Regions from separate parts of the Mus musculus genome. Here region 2 is linked to region 1. Evidence: chromatin contacts called from public Hi-C data. All regions are on one chromosome and are shown on one strand. Each heading gives the region's core, a stretch centred on a gene start, on an enhancer-like site or on the middle of the called end of the contact. The rest is flanking DNA. Distances are from core to core; before and after follow the strand shown. Region 1 holds the start of B130024G19Rik (RIKEN cDNA B130024G19 gene). Region 2 has its middle 65 kb from the start of B130024G19Rik.

Region 1 (5,499 bases), core at 1,780-4,279:
CTAAGACAAAGACCAGAGCCTTGGGAATTCACAGGGAGAAGGAGGACTCCAGTCTCACAACCCTTGAACACTTGTTTTTAAATCTTCAATATTTCACTTTAAACCTGCACTTGGTGATGGACTCCTGCATACCAGCTCTCAGCCCCCACCCCGGCCCCACCCTGGAGGAGCCATGGAATTTTGCCACCCCTCACCCTAACCCCATGCCCCTGCCCGATTTGGCCTTTCGGTCAGGCGGGCCTGCCTTTTAGGGTTAGTGCATCTCTCACCTTTGACCCTCAAGATTGGAATGGCTACCAGTGTTCTAAATTTGACCAAAGTTGGAAGAAAATGACCACAAAATAATTACTCCAAAGCCCAGTTCTAGTTCAGCGTCTGAGCCACCTTTCTGGTACAACAGCCACCTCCATCCCTATCGCTACCCCCCACCTTCTCTGGCAATGAATGCCCTAGTCACCTCTGAAGGAGGGAGCTGGGTGGCGATGAGTTGCCAGGTCTAATTGGTCTTTCATTAGGTTATCCCAGGCGCCCAGGCTGGGGAAGGTGGTCATCGATCAGACCTGGCATGAAAAGAAAAGGAGGCGGGAGAGGAGAGGAGAGGGCCAGAGAAGGGGAGGAGAGAGGCCCGGATTTAGATCACCTTCACCTGCCCAGAGCCCGGCCTCCCTGTTGGAGATCCCTCGACCTTCAACTAGGATGAAGGGGGCGGGGCAGAAGGGAGGGGGCATTACTGAATTACACACGTGGCCTCCTTCTAAGAGACAGAGTGCACCTCCTCTTCGGAGGAGTCCCACCAGCTATCCACTCTTTGTAACTGATGAGACAAACCGCAAGGAAAAACTTCTGTAGCCCATATTTATGGTATTAATGAATAGTTTAAAAAAGATTTACACTTCTTATGATCAATATTCTGAGTTATTTCCCTCAAAGTATATAATTACAGTGTCTTCAGAGTTTCATCATTGTTTGAGGTGGCAAAACCATTTGTAATTTTCATTAGCCAGTAAACATGTAATTAACATTCAGCACTGTGTTTAACTTAATTCCTGTTTAAGACAGGGACAAGAAGCAGTGAAGAGCGTTCGTTCCATTTGTCAAGTCTGACATACATCTTACCATAACAGTTTCCTAAAATAAAAGATTCATGTTTCCCCATTCTTCTCCTCTTAAAACAAAACAAAACAACAACAACAACAAAAATCCATTAGTTCAAACTGTACTAAACTGCAAGAGACAGCTCAGTCTGCTCTCAAGTTTTGCCAGTTATTGTATCTCTGCTTCTTTTACTCGTTTGGGGGAATTGATAAGGGGAGGGGTGAATTAAGTATTCATTATTTAAAGGCATGAAATAGGGGAACCCCTCCTCCCAAAAGAAATAGATTTCCTCTTCAGGAAAGTTCTAGAATGGACAGTAGAAAGGGGAGGGAGGCACTAATCCACAGGGGAGAGGAAGAAAAATCATTGGGGAGGGGGGACTTGAGTTAAAAGTAGAAAATGAGGATTCCAATTGATTCCTAGGAAAAAATGTTGGCCTCCTGTTTCAAGTTCTATCTTTGATCCAGGGTGAGAGGACCGTGTCTGCCAGTCTTAGGCTGCAGCTCCCCCCCCCCTCTGGTTTTTCCCCCCCAACTTGCTTTAGGATTAGCTTCCATCCCTCTCAACCCCAAATGGTGGAATTTGGCTGTGCCTCGGGGTTGTCCTGCTTTGCAATATTGCCTATAGTTGTTTTCGGTTTTCTGCTAAGACTGAGCCGGGTTGCTCCAGCCTCCGACTAAACTCATTAAGTTGGGAGATTTTTTTTTTTTTTTCAATTGGAAGGGTGTTTTTAAAGTCTCCTCTTTCCAGCCCCAAACAAGGTGTAACAACGCACTCTTCCTTCTAAGGCATCAGATGAGAGACAAGGATCACTCCAGACAGCTCCTACCTACGGTTTGGGGTTTTTTTTTCTTAAAGGCGAGGCTTGCATTCCTCAGCAGCTATGTACAAAGCTCCCTGAAGCTGTCTCTCTCTCTCTAAAGTTAGTGTGCAGGCTTTTCCAACGGCTGAGAGCGCCTGGTACACAGGGAAGCAGTTCCTTGAGGTGGAAGATCTCTTCTTTCACCTTTCTTTTTCCCTGCAGACTAATGCCTACTTTTTTATCAGTTTGCACAATCGCTTAGATAAACACCGAGGAGGAGAGTCTCTTTAATTATCAAAGACACATCTTTTCAGGGGGCCAACAAAGCATTTATTTCACCCGCCAAACTAAAGGAGAGTTATTCCAGTTTAGAAGGAAGATGCAAGCGGTTTGGGACCTTGAACAAGGCAAATATGGTTTTGGTATGTTTGCTTACTGTATTTTTTTCTCTTTCTCTTCTTTCTCACTTTTCTCCTTGTGCTGTGTGGGGTTGGGGATGACTTGGGGCTTTTCAGAAAATCGCTTTGCTAACGTGTATGCAATGCCTCGGACTGTGGTTGAAGGGGTCTGGGGGAGGGTGGGGGCAGTCAATTCAGTGCGTTGCCATATTTTATTACATGTATGTGGTAGCAGAGGTGGAAGGGGGGGATACAATTGCAAAGCTGCCAAAATATGATTAAACCGAAGCATAAAGACTGCGGTTGCCTCCCATCTCCTCGTCCTGTCTTCTCAAACTCATTTCCTTCCATAGAACTGACTGAAAACCAATCCTATATGCCTGGTTTTCCAAGCAGCAGATTGTCTAGGTTTGCTAGCGAAGGGGCTGCTAGGCTGGCTTTGGGTATCAGAATTTCCTGTTCGATTTGCCTCTGCGCTTCATTTTGCAACCTTGTGCAGCTGACATGCAGGCAGGCAAGCAGGCAGGCAGGCAGGGACCAAAGCCTTGCCTGGCGCCCTCGGCCGCGGTTCCGGAAGGAGAGCGCTCTGTTAAGCTAGGAGAATCTCAAGGAGAAGGGTACTCACCATCGGGCGGGGTGGTGAAGCTGGCGTGCGGATTTCAGGCAAACGTTTACCTTTTTGCTGTCTATTGCAACTGCGCCGGGCTGACTTTAGAAGCAATTCTGTGCTCTGTGCAAAATGTTCATGGAACGGTTCCTCATTAAAAAAAAAAAAAAAAAGCCAGCGAGAGAGACGACAGAGGCAGAAAGAAAAAAGAGAGGAGGGGTGAGGGGGACGCACATAAACCCAGTTTCAAAAAAAAAAAAAATCATCTCTTCACTAGAGACTCCGGAAACGTAGAGGCAGCGAGATCCCAGCACAGTCCAACCAAGCCACAACCAAATAATTTTCAATCCTGAAGAATTATTCAGATTAAAATGTACAGAAGTTTCATTCTCCTATGCCTACGTGAGCCCCAAGTCGTTTCCCTTTAAGGGCTCCTTTTCTTTTAAAGTTGGATTTTAGGCAGCAAGGACTCTTACACTAGGGGGCAGACAGATACTGCACTTACTTCAATCTTAAGCAATTTTTTCCCTCCCAGCATATGCTCTGATTTAGCACTGTAAATTTTTCAGAGGACCCAACTCTGACAGCCCCTGGTGATTTTCAAAGTACCACAAGCCAGTGGTTAAAAATTGCATTGACTTGGAAGTTCAGAGGGACACAATGGAAGCCCCTTCTCTATTCACGGAGCTCCAGTGTGGTGGAAGAGAAAAACACACACGACTAGATTGAGGGAAAGGAGAAATTCAATGGATCCTGGATTCTACTGAGCTCAGAGTTAAACTCGGAATTGCTGGGGTCTGTATTCATATTGTGATTTAATCTGTAAAGAATTACAGACTAGCCAACCACTTTCTGCAAGGAAACCATATTCCTGGGAGCTGAGGATATATATTTTTTTCATATTAAGACAAATGTTTTCCCCTAACTTTGACCAGTCAAATAAAGCTTGCCACCATTCTCATTAAAATAGATTTACATTTGCAGTAAAGGGCTTGGCTGAGTTTTTAAAAATAATAACATATAGAGTTGTATCTTTTAATTTTAGGACTTTTAAATCTTAGAGTTAAGACAGCTGAGCATCTTTAAGAAGGGCATTTAAAAATATTTTTGCTCCTCCCCATCCCCAATTCGGCTGTCCTGTCTCTTCATTCTCTCAGTAAAATTAATTACAATTCATGTGGTGATTTTTTTCCCTTCCCTTTCTAAACAGCATTTCTATAGCTAAATGAGTCCTAAAATACAAAGTGAAGCACCTCTAACTCTGTGGTAGTTATGTGCCTAGCTGGCTGTAATTCTACAATTCATATATACATATATATATATATATATATATATATATACATATATATATATATTTGAAGTCTATAATTTCTTTAGCTTGAAAAATGAGGAACACACACACGAAGCTTCTCCTCAAAAATCACCTCTTCGTGTGTGTGTGTGTGTGTGTGTGTGTGTGTGTGTGTATGTGTAAAAAGTAATCTTGACATGGAAATGGCTGCACTGGAGAGGCAAGATTAACATTTCTCCATAATCAATTATGCTCATCTATTAAGTCGAGATGGGGCTACCTATTAAATTTCCTGTGTCAGCCTCAGTCTCACTATATGCTGAGCTTGCCTCTAATCTGACATTTGCAGTATCAAATAATTCCTTAAATCAGAGAAGTTTTTTTTAAAGACCCACAATTCTCTGAAATGACTTATTTTCTATCTTTCTTATTCTCTGTAGGAGAAAGTTATATGGTGTCTCTAATCAGCCAGAAGTGCTCAGCCTAGCTTTACTCTATGACCACCTTATTACACACCAGGTTTATGATAGGCTAGTACCTGCTATAGCTTGTTATTTCTTAAAACATTCAAATAATCACAGCACCTGCCGCTGTAGTGCAATATGTGAGTTCTGTGGAGAAAGGGAAGGCTGAGAAAGATTTCAGGGTGAAGCTTAAATAGGATTTTTTTTTCTCTTTGCCAAAAAGTCAGCGTCTGCCTGCCCATATCTTTCTGCCCTCCTTGTCTCACACTCTGTCTCTATGTGCAAAAGAAACTGCCCCGAAAGCGTGGTTTTCTCATGTCAACTGTATGTTCAGTTCATTTTACTAAAGTAAAATTTACACTGCCAAATTTCTGCACTACCAAGGATGCTTCCTAAAGTTGTTGTTTTACTCTTTGTGGTGTCTTCTTTTCCCTCTTGTAGCTCAGCAAATTTTATGTTAAAAAAATAATTTAATTGTTGGTAAACCTGTTTGACTTATGGATTTAGTTTTGTCTTGGTTCAAAGTATTCCCTATTAAAAACAAATTTCTCATACAATTATGGAATTCTCACAATCAACTAGCGGGTCTAAATCAAACAGCAAGTTTAGTCAGTAGAATATAATGTGTCCTGGAGGTTGGTTATAGAACTATATATGCTTTATGGTTAAAACTGAGGCACAAAGTCAAAGATACATCAATATCATTGGTTTGAGCGTCTTGAGATGAATGACACGGACAGTAGGGTTTGTTTGTTTTTCCTGCAGTGGCTGAGGTAGACTATGGCGTGTTTGTGGCTCTTATGAGTTATGCTGGTATTATTGCCATTTGGAGCAGGCTCGCT
Region 2 (5,623 bases), core at 2,205-4,704, 64 kb before region 1:
GATGGGGTAAAAGCCCTACTGCTCTCGTGTCTGTGGAATAAGCCCAACATTCACCGTATTCAGAAACAATAAGGGCAAGGGCAAAGATGGCCACCGTAGCTAGGGCAGGCCAAAGCCCAGTGAGGTTCAAATTGTCAGTAGAAACTTCAACACCAGGTCCAGCCTGAGGCAAGCCTGCTTCCTATGCAGTTTCTAGGCACACTGAGTGATCTACCATTTCGTAATCTTACTAGGAAAACCTGTTTTCTTTCTTTCTTTCTTTTAGTTGTCATACGTTCATTGCACATGTTACCAGGTGTAAGCATACTTTCAAGTATATAGCATACTTTTTGCGAATATTCTTCTCCATACTCCTGTCCTTTCTCTCCCCTTCCCATTAATTTCCTTTACGCCTTACAATTTCAATTCTTCTTTGTGTAATGTGTGTATGCCCATGAGCAGACACTTGTGTGCATTTATTTGAACATGTCCCTATGATGGAGTACAACATGTATGTATGCATGTGTGTGTGTGTGGGGGGGGGGGGTGTGTCAGAACAACCTTAGGTGCCATTGTTCAGGCAGGAATTTTTCCTTCCTAAGGAATTTTTTTTGGGGGGGGGGGTTGTTAGTTAGTTAGTTTGCTTGCTTGCTTCTAAGACAGAAGCACTTGCCTGCATTTTTTTTTAAGTAGTATAGGCTAGATGGTCAGCCAGTCCAAGAATCTTTCTGTCATATAAGCATGTGCCACCATAACTAGCTTTTTTGATGTGCCTTCTGGGGATTGAATTCATGTCCTCCAACTGTCAGAGCCAAGATGTTACCAACTCAGCTGCTTTCTCAGCCGCCCCACATGGTTGTCATGTCATATATGCACACATGATTTTACGCAACTCTATACAATCTAGGATCCACAAACAGGAGGAGATACACCATGATTTTCGTTCCTTTTCTCTTTTCATTTCCCTTTTTTAAACAAGTACCTACTCTGGGAAAGATGCCAACAATTCAGGGATGATTTAAGCAGACCATCAATAGCTAGACAACTTATTTAACTCTTTGCTGATGGTTACATGACCTTTCCGGTTGGCATGAAGCCACCACTTAAGTAATCCTGATGTCATATGTAGAGGGTTTAATGATTTATCATACTGATGTTCTTTCCTGTACAACACACAGGTTGTGCTTCTGCCCATGGGTATTTGCTATCTTAAGAATCTGAACCCATGACACCTGAAAGTTGATCTTGGCATATTTATATTTTTACAGTCTCTCTCTCTCTCTCTCTCTCTCTCTCTCTCTCTCTCTCTCTCTCTCTCAGAGTTTCTGTGTGTAGCCCTGGCTGTCCTGCCTCAAACCCAGAGATCTGCCTGTCTCTGCCTCCTGAGTGCTGGGATTAAAGGTGTGTGCCACCATCTTTTAAAAAGGAGTTTTGATAATCAAATCCAGTGGCAGCCATCTCCCTAGCAGAGAACCCATGGTAATGTGTTCAAGGCTTGGGAAAGTCTGCTGTATGCAAACAGCCCTGTTTAACTCACTTTGACTCAAATACTTATTAAATTTTTTTGTATTATTTCTTGTGACTCTGCTTTGAAATGTTCTCTGTGGGACACTAATGCCTAGGGCACACACGTTACACTAATCCACCTTTTATGAAAGTTCAGCACACTCTCAGCTGACTTTTTAGGAAGATTCTAGATCAAAATATAAGAAGTTGGGAACTCCTCCATGAGTAGGTGATTGTTCACCTCCCCCTCAAGAAGGCAGGTTGGGTGTTCGACAGGTATATGATGGAAACAGTAGACCACGCTCCACTACACAAAGACTTGTGCCCTTCAAACACAGCATTGACTGCCAAAGGAACAGTAGAGAGGTATCAAATAAATACTTCATATCTGTTGATTTTTCTTTCTGATTCCTCTTCATTAAAGGTATTAATGAGGCCAGAGAGATGGTCCAACATGTAGAGGTGCTTGTCACCAAGATTGATGGCGTGAGTTCAATCCCCGGACCCCACACATGTAGAAATAGAGAGCTAACTCCCCAAAATAATCCTCTGACCTCTACAAGCACACCATGGCACACAGCATGCAAACCTCCCCTTCACACACACACACACAAATAGATTTTTTAAAAAATATGTTTTACAAATCCACTCACTTTCTCTATTTAAATAATAGACAAAAATCTATTCTTCTCTTTCTTAAAGTAATTCACATCAGGCTCATTCACAAAAACCTAGCAACTAGGGATGTAGCTCAATTGGTAGAATGCTTGCCTCACAGGCCCAAGGACCTGTATCTTATCCCTAGCTCACGAGACTGACTACAGTAGCACACATCTGTAAACCCCAGTAGTTGGAAGGTAAAAGCAGAAAATCAGATGTCCACGAGCACCCCTAGCAACACAGCAGTTTGTTCCAGATCCATGTGGATATGTAAGCTCCCCTTTGAAAAAAAAATACATCTAACCATATGGCGAGATTGCTATTAGCGACTTTGAAGATAATCTCAGGAATTGGCCCTCACTTTTTACGTAAATCATCTGCAAACTTTAGCATCCTGTCGAGTACCAGCAGCAAAGCAGCCATCTTTTGGGGAGCTTGACCATTGTTGGTTCAATGAGTAGAGTGCAGACATTTATTTATTCTACAGCCGTGGGGCTCGAGACATCGCGTGTACTGCAATGGCTTGTCGTCACTTTTCCTAGATTTAGAGAAGATCCTGAGGTCCTGCATTTCTAATAAGCTCTCAAGTGACACTCTCACTCCTGGTCAGGGGACAAACCTGAGAAGATACACTATATAACAATCCAATACCTGTCAGATAAGCATTACCATACCAAACCCCAGGACTGGGGAAATGGTTCAGTCGGTAAATTTCTTGCAAAAAGAAACCCCACATGAGGATCTGAGTTTGGGTACCTAGAACAACTCGTGTGTGTGTGTGTGTGTGTGTGTGTGTGTGTGTGTGTGTGTGTGTATGCTTGTAAAGGTAAGTTCCAATGAGATCTGTCTCAAAAAATGAGGGAGAAGGCTGCAGTGGGGGGAGGGGGTGTTCTCAATGTTCCTGTATTACCCTCTAATAAAGTTCCTCATGTTGTGGTGATTCCCTTCCAACCATAAAATTATTTTACTACTACTTCATAACTGTAATTTTACTACTACTGTGAGTAGTAATGCAAATATCTGTGTTTTCCAGTTGAGAGGGTTGTTCATACTCTTAAAGGAGGTCAAAACCCTCAGGTTGAGAACCGCTGCCCTAGAGGAAGCTGTGTAACATCAACCACAGGCTGCCACATACAAGCACAAGTGCATGCACAAACATATACACTGCATCACACACACACACACACACACACACAGAGAGAGAGAGAGAGAGAGAGAGAGAGAGATACCTAAGCCCCACCTCTCACACACACCCAGATGGAATTTCTAAGGGCAGGCAATCTTGTGGCTTTTCACTCAACTCCTGGAGTGACTCATCATCCAGGTCTGAACTCCAAGACCTGGACCCCGCCTGTTTCTGAGAACAGGGACTCTCCCTTCTAGGGGCCCCTTCAAAGCAGGAGGAGGCTGAAGACATGTGAGTGCCTCCTCCAATAACTTGTCTGGTAATTGGCATATTGATTGCTAGTGTCATCATGCTTTAGTATACATAAACTCCTCGCTCTATTACACAGCCCTCAACAATCCAAAAAGCCATTGTTTATTCATCGGGACTTGCAAACTGGCCCTTGTCAGCTCCTGCTAGAGAGCCTGCTGATAAAAATCAGCAGACGATTGGACGCACACATTCTTAACATGACTGACCCATGACATCTGGAAGGGCAGCCCCAAAAGCCTGATGCTGAACGATGCTTTCTTTTCTCCCCCTTATCTAGCCCAGATGATTTTAAGATTTTTTTATTAACTCATTAATGACTGAAGATGTCATTAGAATGGAGGGGAAGTTTTATTTTTGGTTTTTGTGGGTGTTTTGTTTTTTGAGTTTTTTTGTTTGTTTGTTTGTTTTCTTTTCTAAGTGGGAATAAATGTACCATTTGCTGGAATGAAAAGAATTGGCTCAATAATGAAATAGTTAAAACAAAGCAAGCAAAGAGACTTATTTTATTAAAATCTAAGATCTCACTAATGACTTCTGGGATTGAAAATCTACAAAGAGAGATGGCAACTCACTTCAGAAATAAGTTGGGGAAGAATGGAATGATTTGATCAAGGAAATAACCGCCCATAAAATCCAGCATATAATTCTCTCCCATTGTGGGCCCAATCATTCCAATCTAATAGCTAAATAAAAAGAGAATTCAGCACAAGGCTCCTAGAACCTTAAAATGCTTTTGTATCTACATTGTCATTAAACCAGATCTTGTTTCTGAGTACCTTTAATTTTCCTATCTTCAAGATCACTTTTAAAAATCAAATTAGATCTTTTGAAGGCCCTTAAATTGCAACAGCCATTCATTTTTCCATATATGTTCGGGCTTCAGCCTTTACAGCCTGGATTGTGTGGCCAATTAATGGAGTATCTCAAGGAAGCACTAATCATTTTGAGAAGCTAAGACTATAAAAAGCCAGCAGCCTATTTTCAGTATAACTGATTGGATTGGGAATAAGCTAGAAAGACAATGTCCAATATCCATGCTAACTTTTTCAGGTGGGCTTGTGACAGTGCACACTCACAGACAGAAAAGCATCCACAGTTACGTAAGTTGCTGTTCACTGACAGACTCTTTGAAGTTCAAATTGAGTTGCCTCCTCTTCCGGGTTCAGCCTCGGGCGGGCATGAAGAAGGCAGCGAGGAGAGCAGGTTTACACTGATTTTTATCAGCTGAGATAATTCATTTGGCAAAGGAGACATCTATTACCAGATGTTTTTCCTATGTTACTAAGTGTTTACTAAATTTTACTTTTATCAAAACACATTGTGAATTAACAGAGCCTCATAAAGCACAGAGAAGCATTCCCTGGGAGAAAAAAAAAATTAGTTGAGCGCTTTAAAGATTTTGGCCTAGAGAAATTGAAGTCAGCAAACTGTGGTCAAGTTAAATATGTTTTAAGTCAAATTTTTGTTATTGTTGTTGTTGTTGTTGTTGCCAACATTTTGAGACAGGGTCCTGCTGTATAGCTCTGACTGTCCTTGAACTTACTCTGTACATGAAGCTTCAGAGATCCACCTGCTTCTCGCTCCCAAGTGCTGGCATCAAAGCTATGTGCCACCACACCTGGCCAAATTTTAGTCTAAAACTGAGTGACTGTATCTTTCTGTATTTATTTGTCTGGGAAAGGATTTTGTTCATCATGTGATATGCTAAATAGAGTAAGTAGTATTCAAGAGACTAATTGAGCTTCATAGTCTCATCATTAAATGTACTAATATTGATAGTGAACATGTTCTTTCATCTTTCACTTCAAAATCCTGCACACTCCGGTGAAGCCCAGTGGGGTGGGGGGAAAAGTTGAAATCCAGATGTTTGTCAGATCCAGATGTACGGTGTCAAGTAAACAAACCACCAAACTTTTTCCAAACTGTTTTCTCCTTTTCATTCAGATGCTTGGTGTCATGGTCTGTTTTGTCTCAACTGATTTTTAAAGAAAATCTCCTTTGTCAATATTTTAATTCCTTCTTCACAAACTTATCTCCAAA

The links. Hi-C and Micro-C count contacts between places; a contact is called where the count stands out from the background.
Region 2: a contact with region 1 is called in a Hi-C map of uterus, with 4 times the contacts expected there. The contact joins the enhancer-like site here to the promoter of B130024G19Rik in region 1. A contact is called at or near these places in 1 of 15 datasets of contacts at CTCF or cohesin (the NIH/3T3 cell line), 6 of 484 Hi-C or Micro-C datasets (embryonic stem cells, urothelial organoids and uterus), 2 of 115 datasets of contacts at active chromatin or transcription factors (the SCID.adh cell line and extraembryonic endoderm stem cells) and 2 of 9 other capture datasets (adipose tissue and pancreatic islet).

Annotation. Positions count from the first base shown.
Region 1 is chr7:70,362,913-70,368,411 of GRCm38.p6, reverse strand. B130024G19Rik (RIKEN cDNA B130024G19 gene) reads right to left here and starts at 3,029. Exons shown (of 11, transcript NR_045850.1): 1 at 2,921-3,029. It also overlaps a transcript of Nr2f2 not described here.
Region 2 is chr7:70,427,367-70,432,989 of GRCm38.p6, reverse strand. No RefSeq gene overlaps it. Among named protein-coding and RNA genes, the nearest start is that of B130024G19Rik, 65 kb to the right of the region's middle. Within about 2 kb of position 3,454, at least 39 of the 459 cell types and tissues checked have an H3K27ac peak or open chromatin away from gene starts, as enhancers often do. A contact at or near this core is called in the NIH/3T3 cell line, the SCID.adh cell line, extraembryonic endoderm stem cells and 1 more, where this site is marked.